Linked DNA regions of Sus scrofa: region 1 is linked to region 2. A link is a contact called in public HiChIP or PLAC-seq data. All regions are on one chromosome and are shown on one strand. The core of a region is the stretch at or near the end of the contact, and the rest is flanking DNA. Distances in the headings are between cores, read along the strand shown.

The links. HiChIP or PLAC-seq counts read pairs in DNA pulled down with a chosen protein or histone mark.
Region 1: an H3K27ac HiChIP or PLAC-seq map of alveolar macrophages shows a contact between it and region 2. The contact joins two enhancer-like sites. A contact is called at or near these places in 2 of 2 datasets of contacts at active chromatin or transcription factors (alveolar macrophages and skeletal muscle).

What each region holds. Positions count from the first base shown.
Region 1 is chr1:5,097,572-5,102,592 of Sscrofa11.1, reverse strand. All of the region lies in intron 4 of PACRG (parkin coregulated gene protein), which reads left to right. Among named protein-coding and RNA genes, the nearest start is that of QKI, 220 kb to the right of the region's middle. Within about 2 kb of position 2,207, at least 8 of the 83 cell types and tissues checked have an H3K27ac peak or open chromatin away from gene starts, as enhancers often do. A contact at or near this core is called in alveolar macrophages, where this site is marked.
Region 2 is chr1:4,701,163-4,706,364 of Sscrofa11.1, reverse strand. No RefSeq gene overlaps it. Among named protein-coding and RNA genes, the nearest start is that of QKI, 180 kb to the left of the region's middle. Within about 2 kb of position 2,239, at least 1 of the 83 cell types and tissues checked has an H3K27ac peak or open chromatin away from gene starts, as enhancers often do. A contact at or near this core is called in alveolar macrophages, where this site is marked.

The sequences.
Region 1 (5,021 bases), core at 958-3,457, 400 kb before region 2:
TCGTCATCTCAGCAAGGGCCGCAGTAAATATGCAAATTACAGAAGTGTCTTCCAAACATAGGAAGATCTTTCATTAGAATCCCAGGAAGCCCTCAGCGTCTACATTTTATTAAGCCACAATTGTTACTTTAGAACAAGGCCTTATGCCTCTTGGTATATACTTAAAACTTGCAAAGTGCTTTTTAATGTCTAAAATTTGAAGCCAGCATTAGAAATTTGCAGTTACCCTACCTTGGTCCGCTCCAGAGGTTTCCACCCCCTCAACCTAAGTAAACTGGCCTTAACTTCACATGCAATTCTCTAAATGAATGTTCCCAAAAATACAATAAGGATAACTGGATTTTTTTTTTCACTTCAGTTATTTTAATTGCAGAAACTATATTTTGCTTTGGCATCAGGGTAAATAGCAATTTAGCCCAGAGAAAGCCTCTTTGACCCAGGTCATTGAATGATTTTTATTAGTACACACACACACAGACACACACACACAGACACACACAGTCTGAGAAACTCCCAAGGATCTTTTCCCTGGGAAAAAGAATGCTGCTTGCATTGATCAATACACTTTCTTGCTTCCTTCACTTTGACTGGATCCTGAAACGCATGCAAGGGAGCTTTACTGGGTGTCAGGAGACCTGGGTTCAGGGCACACTTCTAGCACAGAGCTATGCAATCTCTGGAAGATTCTAGACCCCTTGACTTCAAGTCCTAATCCCTAATACAGAGAGATTGGTTTGCCAACTAGATTTTAAAATACTCACAAACTCAACATAATCATTTTTAAATCCAGGAATTAAACCTAAAGAAATAATTAAAGGTAGAGATAGACTGAAATCATTAGATATTTTAAATTTGTTTTTAGTAACAATGACGAAACAGAAATAAGTAAAATGCCCACCAATATGGAAATGGTGAAGTAAATTATATTTTATTCCCTTGATGGAATATTACATTGCTATTTAAAGTGAAACATTTTAAGGATATGATAAAAGCAAGATAAAAAGTTTAAAATTAAGGTATGAAAATGAATATAATATAACTTTTTTTTTTTTTTTTTTTTTTTTTTTTTTGCTTTTTAGGGCCACACCCGCAGCATATGGAGATTCCCAGACTAGGAGTCTAATCTGAGCCACAGCTGCAGGCCTACACCAGAGCCACGGCCACACCAGATCCGAGCCACATCTGCGACCTACACCACAGCTCATGGCAACACCAGATCCTGCTGCTGAGTGAGGCCAGCGATTGAACCTGCAACCACACGGTTCCTAGTTGGATTCATTTCTGGTGTGCCACGACGGGAACTCCGTATATAATATAATCCAAATTGTGTGTTACTATGTGTGTGTTAAATACACATATATGCGCACACACGCATACATCAGAAGGAAATGCATTTAAATGCAATAATAATGGCTATTTCTTGGAAGGGAGGGTATAAAGGATTGCCTTTGGTTCTTTTGCTTACCATCTCTTCCATAACGAACTGTAAAATGAGAGAAGAAAAGTTGTTTTAAAAATTAAATTTTGAGATTCGTCTAGATTATGTCAAAATTTCTCTATAATTCTAAACATCTATTGCATTTATGAGCCAATTAAAAATTCAAAAATAACGAATAGGTTTTAGAATTTCCAAAAGTAGTCTGTCCGTAGAATAGAGACACTTTGTGCCATGATCTTTTCTCCTCCGGGGCTAGACTGTAGCAGACCTTGCGCCTGGGTTATAAAGATACCATACCCCCTTTTAGAAGCCAAAGCATGGCCATTCTCCACGGTTTAGGCGGGTCTGCTTCAGGCTTTGAATCCTGCAATAAGGTAGAGCCTCCTGGCTTAGGTCCTTGCTCTCCATCTCCTCACGTATTTCAAAAGATTTTGCCTCAAGGCCTCCAGGTCGTGGGATAAGAATTCAAGTCACTGCTTCCCTTTTTGTAGGAAGTACTTTCGAGGACCCTCCCTCTACACCTCCAAGCAGGAGAGTACTTAGTGGGTGTCTGGAAGCTCCCAAACCAGCAACTTCCACCCACACGTGTCCAGCAATTCGTGAGTCCCTGGGTTAAAATTTGCATCTAGGGTGGCGGTGTCTCATTCTTCCCATTTCTTCGAGCAGCGCCCTGGGCTCCCAGAGCGAAGATAATTCAGTGCATAGAGGGTGGCACACACTCCCTGGGGCAGCTGCTAGCAGAACGTTTATGACAAGGCAAAGCTCCCAGAGCCATCCGCTGTCATTTCACGACCCTGTGCAAGACGAGGCCAGGCTCAGGAAGCGTCGGCCAGCCACAGAGCGCCGCGCCAGGAATTCCGGGTCCCTGGAAAGGGTTTCTTCTGTATGATGTCCTTTCCCACTTACTTGGAAACACGTGTCACCACCCAGTCTGAGAACAGAACAGCACATGGAGAATCTGACTTTTCAAAACTTCAGTTCCCAACGCCTGGTCACAGACTCATAGACACTTCCTCCTCCCACAGACCCATCAGTCACTTCCCTGCTCTGGCCAAACCATGCCAGGGGCATGGCTGACTCAGAGAAAGGGGCATCTGGTCTAGAGGCCCTTGCAGAAGAAGCCCAGACTCCTCCGCTTCAAGCCACGTTGTCCCCGTGAGGAAATTACTTCGGGTACCCAACTTAAACTGCTCCTAAGCGTTTGTGGGTTTCTTTTTATTCAATTCTCATTCGAAGTAGAAAATAGCTGGGCACTATCTCTGACCCTCACTCCTGTCACTGTCACTGATGCTGCCTCTGCCGTTACCTCAATTACCTCATTTAATCTCACAGCAATCATAAGAAGGAGGCCTTGGCTTTACCTTATTATACATCAGAAAACTTAAGCTCCAAGAGATGAAAGCATTTGTCCAACGTAGAGCTGGGTAAGAGCAGAGCTGAACTGCCAGTTTTTTCCATGATGCCATGTTGCCAAATCGTATATCTTATATACCTGAAAGCTGCTCAACTTCCTGAGTCTTCATGAGGTGAAATTATCCTTGTCTCTCATCCTTCTCCTAACCTGGATTTCTGCGTCTCTTAAATCCCTGCCGATATCTGCGTGTTGAGAGGAAGGCTACCACTGTTAGTATTTTCCCCCGAGACCTGCCCTTGCAGATAACTGGGTTTGGCCTTGGCGGGGGTGGAGGAAGGAGAGTTAATTTTAAAACCTGGGGAGCAGTGTCAGCTCTGAAATCTCCTTAGGGAGGTGAGCCGGTCGGAAGGGAGCTTGGGAGACTCCCCTGGAAGCTGTGTTTGCAGAGAAGCACAGTCTTTGCTTTGCTTATGTGTGTATTTGAGTCGGCTTCCGGGGGTGACCCAGGAAGGCTGGAGATGGTGGTGAGTGAATCCCCGACCCGGGTCGCCCTGGATGCTGCCACTCCTGAGGAATTTTTGGAGACAGTTATTTTTGGTGGAAGGCGTCGTGGGATTTCTCTGGTAGCCCAAGGGGTGCATAAAAGTAGCTGTTGAGATCCAGGCAGACAGTAAGCTGCCGTGAGAAAACCAAGCGTCCCGTAAGCTGCAAAGCAGCCAGGCCTTTGAGCCCTGGTCCACGACACTGTGAAACGTAAGGAAGGGTTAGGCCAGATGGGCTCTGAGCGACACTGGACGGAAGAGCAGGCACAGCGCTGCTTCCTCAGGCAGCCTCCCCGTGGACGAGCCTGGCGTTTTCGCTTATTAGCCCACATTTTGCTTCTGCGACATAGTGAGTCAGAAGATAAATAGGCCGTTTTGATTTTGGATTTCTTATCTCGGATGCTAAAATCATTTAATGTTTCCATTCTCCTGTGCAGAGCCCAGGTAAAAAGATTTTTCTGTTTATTTCCAAGCACGTACCTAATTTAGAGGTTTTGACTTCCACGTCAAAATAACCCTACTGAGAGAAATAACAGAATACAAGTAGAAGAGTTAGGATTAGTCAATGTTAGTTTCTGTGTCTTGCTTTCCCTTACCTGTGGGGCGTCTTTGCACACAAACATTCACTTCTTTATTCTAATAGCTCTTTTATTTCTTCAGGTGCCCATGACCATGGGCGGGACAAATATACAAACATGTCTCTGATTCTCTTGCCATAACATTTGCTTCAAGAGAAAATTGTGCCATCTCGGGCTAAGTCACAAGAGCAAAACTTCCCCTTTCTTTGGTCAGTGACACTCTGCCCAATAGTGGAGGACAAAGGAAAATTCCCAGACAGCACACCAGCCTGGTCATGTGCTGGGCTTGTCTTCTTTTGATTAGCATTTGTTTATTTGTGTAGTAAATATTTTTTGAACACCCACCAGCTAAGAGTCACTATGTTCAGTCCTGGAAGTAGAAAGAAGGAGGGAGGGAACCAGGGAGAGAAGTAGGAAGGGAGGGAGGAGGGAAGGAGAAAAAAACCTGGACAAAATTCCTGTCCTTGCAGAAACAGTAGCCAAGCTCAGGAGGTAACTTCCCCAGGTTGCAAGTAAAGACGTGCCTGGCTTTAGAGATGAGAGGAGATTTCTTTTTTCTTTTTTTTTTTTTAATTACTCAGATGAACTTATCACATCTGTGGTTGTATAAGGATCATAACAATCTGATTTCACAGGATTTCCATCCACAGCCCAAGCACATCCCCCCACCCCCCAAACTGTCTCCTCCGGAGACCATAAGTTTTTCAATGTCTGTGAGTCAGCATCTGTTCTACAAAGAAGTTTAGTCTGTCCTTTTTTCAGATTCCACAGGTCAGTGAAAGCATTTGATGTTGGTGTCTCATTGTATGGCTGACTTCACTTAGCATGATAATTTCTAGGTCCATCCATGTTGCAAAAAATGCCAGTATTTTGTTCCTTTTAATGGCTGAGTAATATTCCATTGTGTATATGTACCACCTCTTCTTGATCCACTCTTCTGTTGATGGCATTTAGGTTGTTTCCACGTCTTGGCTATTGCAAATAGTGCTGCAATGAACACTGGAGTACATGTGTCTCTGCGAGTCGTGGTTTTCTCTGGATAGATGCCCAGGAGTGGGATTGCTGGATCAAATGGTAGTTCTATGTTTAGTTTTCTGAGGAATCTCCAT
Region 2 (5,202 bases), core at 990-3,489:
TGAAAATTAAGAAAAAATAAAAATAGTAAAAAATAATAGTTTTTCAAGAAAAATAAACATTACATTAACAGTCTAGGAATGAGAGAGATTCTTATCTGGCAACCTTGAAACAAATAATAGATTTATGTGACTATATAGAACTTAGAAATTTTTCTGTGGGGGAATTCCTTTGGTGGCTCAGCGGTTAGTGAACCCAACTAGGACCCAAGAGGACTCAGGTTCAATCCCTGGCCTTGCTCAGTGGGTTACGGATCTGGTGTTGCCGTGAGCTGTGGTGTAGGTCACAACTCGGCTGGGATCTGGCATTGCTGTGGCTGTGGTGAAGGCCACCAGCTGTAGCTCCGATTCACTCCCTAGCCTGGGAATTTCCATATGCTACAGGTGTGGCCCTAAAAAGAAAAAAAAAATTTTTTTTCAATGGGAAAAGAAAAAATAAGCACGCCTAAAAAGGAATGAAAATACAGGCATTGCTGAGGAAAGAGTTTAATCTCTGTAATATGCAGAGAATTTTTACTAATTGTCAAGATGGGTGTAAACAACCCCATTAAAAATGGGTGAGAGATTTGGAGAGGCAATTTACAAAAAAGAAAATCCAAAAGGACAATAATACGAGAAGATGGTCAACCTTTCTGGCAAAATTTTGTCAGAGTAAGACGGCAGCCCAGTTCCATGCTGTTTCTCAACTACCAGGGAGGTGGGCAAGAAAAAAACCAAAAAACTGCAAGTGAGCATGTGAGGCCAGGGGGCCATTACCAGGCAGGGCTGGTGGGAAAAAGTCAACAACTGTTTTGGAAAACAAATTGGGAATATTTGTTAAAATGAAAACACACTGACCCTTTAACCCAGCAGTTCCACTCCTGAGAGCTTATCTCATGGAAACAAAGCATCAGCCTGCATGAATACTTGTCAAAGTTATTTATCACAGCATCGTGGTCAGAGTGACAATGCCTATGAAGATGCAGAGTCAGGGAAAGGATTAAGTTACAGTACAACCATTTGGAATATTATGCAGCTGTTACAAAAATAATGAATTGGAATATATGGAGTTGCAGTGATTTATAGCATATTGTTGAGCGTGGGAAGAGAAATGCTCTATGAGTTCCCTTTGATTAAAAAAACCAATAACCAAACCCTTCATCATCTATGCCCAGGTGTGCGCATGTCATAGATATGTGTGAGTATATTATCTGAATACTGAGGAAAATATCTAAAAATCCATAATACTGTTGCCACCAGTGGGGAGACGCCTTCCTCATCCCTAGACCCCAGCTTGCCACGTCGACCTCCTTGCCATCTCTAACCTGACCCCGTGCCACTATCTCTCTTTTCCTGTATACGTCACCGCAAGGTCACAATTTCTGTGTGTGTTGGGGTAGCAGGAGCTGCTATAAAAAAAGAAACCAGGAATTCTAATGGCTCATATTAGGTGGATGTTTACTTCTGGTTCACAAGGTGAGTGTTCAGGGTTGACTGACTGCTCTCTGTCAAGAGGTAATTTGAGGAGACAGATCCCTAAAGAGCTGGTGGCTTGTTTATGCTACAGCAAAACATTTGGGAAAACTACTCCTGCAGGAACCTGGAAGGCAGACCACATGCCTACTCTCAGTCTGTAGCTCCGGGAAAAGAATTCATGTCCTTGATTTTTCTATCATGTGCAGGTGGCCGACATGTCTTGGTTCATGGCCTCCCTCCACCTGCAAAGCCAGAAGCGCAACTTCTTTCTTCTCTAACTTCCTTCCATCGTCACATTTTCTCTCTGACACTGACCCTCTTGCCTCTTTCTTACAAAGATCCTGGTGATTACACTATGCCCTCTTGGATAATCCAAAAGTCTCCCCATCTCAAGGTCCTTAATTGATCACCCTTTCAAAGTCCTTTTTGTCATGTAAGGTAACATGCAAGTTTGGGGGGTTTAAGATGTGGACATCTTTGGGAGGACACATTTTTCTGTCTACCAAGGAGGGAAAAGAGAAAGGTCAGGGAAAGGAAAAAAAAAAAAAAAAAAAAAAAAAAAACAAGCATTGGTATATTTTTGCAAATTGTGTGTTTGTGTAAACAAGCAACTTTTAAAGATAAAACAATATTTGACATAAAATCATAAAGGAGAAGTAGAAGAAGAGGAGGCAGAGAAAGAGGAGGCAGAAATGGAAACAGCAATTTTCAAGGAAGAGTTTAAGCGAGTCAATCTGTTCATGTGTCTGGGCAGGCAAAGTTATTTCATAAGAAATCATTTCAAAATTTGATTTTATTTCTCAAGTCCGAGTTTCAGTTCCCTTGTTGGGAACAGAAAAGCAAGTGAGGACATAGATGGGGATTTTCATTCTTAAAACACTCCCGAGGTGCTGTCTTTTTAGAACAGAAGCCTGCTACTCTCTCTTCATTATAGACTCAAAATCTTTTTTTTTTCTTTCCCCTCCTGATCTGGTGTTCATTGAACAGTCTATCAACCTGACAGTCAGAGGCTTCATACAATGCCTGCCATTGCTAGGTGCTGGGAAGATACTTAAGGAAGCCAGATAACTTTTAAAGATAGTTTTGAGAAAAAAAGCAACACCTAAAATAAAATTCTTCGAGAGAGAGAGAGAGAGAGACTCCCTTGGAGAGAAATGAGCTGAAATTAGACATAATACCTATTTTTATCCTCTTGAAATTCAAATTTTCTGGAACCTAGATTAAGGTTACTATGTGAGCTTTCTTCTTTTCTTTAATTCCTAAAGGGTTTTAAGAATAACATTTCCTTTCCTTCCTCTTATCTTTCTCTCACACTTGAGACTGACTGTATTCTCGTGGAGGGCACCAATGAACCAATTCTAGTTTATGGGCATCATAGGACTGCATGTGTGACTGCAATGGCATCTTCCCCATGGAATTCTGGCAGGACATCAGAATCCTCGTATGGTGCTCCAGTCACCCACTAGAGCCGACATGCCAGTTGAAGATCTAGTTGCCATCCTGATATAGAGAGGTGGCCTGCAGTGGAATGGGGACCCAGGTGACCCAACAGAAGGGAAGGAGGAGGACAACAGTCGGTGGATGGGCTGGGGAAGAAGGTAAGAAACAGGATGAGTAATGAAGGAAGGGGTGGAGAGGTAGACCCATGCCTGGGCACTCCTTACATGGGCAGAGAGAACTGGCTTGGTGAAAGTGACAAGGTTGAAAGTTCAGAATGAACTTTCTGGTGTGAAGTTGCTTCTTGGCTCGTGTAGGTCAAGGCTGCTCAGTTATTTAATACTGGCATCTAACAGCATATGTAATGTCTATCTACGTAGTTCCTTTTTTTTTTCTTTTCTTTTTAATGGCCACATCTGCCACATACGGAAGGTCCCAGGCCAGGGATTGAATCTGAGTCACAGCTGCCACCTACACCACAGCTGCAGATGGGAATGCTGGGTCATTTAACACACTGTGCCAGGCTAGGGATCAAGCCTGCACCTCTGCAGTGATCTGAGCCACTGCAGTCTGATTCTTAATCCACTGCACTACAGTGGGAACTCCTATGGTTCCTTTTTTCTCTTATGTTTCTAATAAAGAAGATCATACAACTCACAAAATTAACTTGAAATTGATTAAAGACTTAAATGTAAGACCTGAAGCCATAAAACTCCTTGAATAAAATGTAGGGAAAAGCTTCCTGACATTGGTTTTGGCAGTGATTTTTTTGGATATGACACCAAAAGCACAAGCTATAAAGCAAAAATAAACAGGTCGGACTGTATCAAATGACAAAGCTTCTAAACAGCAAAGGAAAACATCAACAAAATTAAAAGGCAACCTACTGAATCAAAGAAAATATTTGCAAATCATACATCTGATAAGAGTTAATATCCGAAATACATAAGGAAGTCATACAGCTCAACAGCAACCCCCCCCCCAAATAATCCAATTAAAACGTGGGCAAAGGAATGGAATAGGCATTTTTCCCAAGAAATACAGATGGCCAACGTGTCCATGAAAAGTTGCTCAGCATCACTAATCATCAGGGACATGCGCCAGAACCACAATGAGACATCACCCTACACCTGTTAGGACGGCTAGCATCAAAAAGGCAAGAGATAACAAATGCTGGGGAGGATGAAAGGGAAGCCTTGCACACTGTTGGTGGGAATGTAAACTGGTGCAGCTACCGTAGGAAACCGTGCGGAGGTTCCTCAAAAAATTAAGAATAAAACCACCATAATGACATCCGAAGAAAATGAAACCTCCGTCTTAAAGAGATAGATAGCCGCATCCTCAAGTTCACTGTAGCATCAGTCATAAGAGCCGAAATATGAAGTGTCCCTTGACAATGACTGGATAAAGAAGAAACAGTATCTACTCTACATACAATGGAATAATCTTCAGCCACGAGAAAGAAGGAAATCCCGCCATTTGCTACAACACGGATGCATCTTGAAAGTATTATGTTAAGTGAACTAAGTCAGAGAAATAAAATATTGCATGCTCTCACTTATATGCCCAATCTTTTTTTTTTTTTTGTCTTTTGTCTTTTTTGAGGGCTGCACCCACGGTATATGGAGATTCCCAGGCTAGGGGTCTAATCGGAGCTGTAGACGCCAGCCTATGCCACAGCCATAGCAACTCGGGATCGAAGCTGTGTCTGCGACCTACACCACAGCTGGAGGCAACACTAGATCCTTAACCCACTGAGCGAGGCCAGGGATTGAACCTGCAACCTCACGGTTCCTCGTCGGATTCATTTCTGCGGCGCCACAACAGGAACTCCTATATGTGCAATCTTTAAAAACAACAACAACAATCCCAAAACATAGATATGCAGTGTAGACGGGTGGTTGCCAAGGGCAGGAGGATGGGGTGGGAAAATTGGATGAAGGTGGCCAACGGATGCAAACTTCTGGTTATAAGGTGAATAAGCCGCGGGGATGCAAGCACAGCATGGCGACTATAGTTAACTGGTGTTGTATACCTGGAAGTTGCTAAGACGGTAGACCCTACATTTTCATCACACACGAAAAGGTTAACTATGTGATGTGATGAACGTGTTAAACTTTATTGTGGTACATGTTCTGCGATACATATGTATATCAAATCATTACATTATATACATATACAATGCTGCATGTTCGTCAGTCTCAATAAAGAGGCGGAAATACACAAGCATCAGTATTGCTAACAATACTGAATCTGAATCAAATCTACTTTTTTTTTTCTTTCTCTTTTTGCCTTTTCTAGGGCCACACTCGT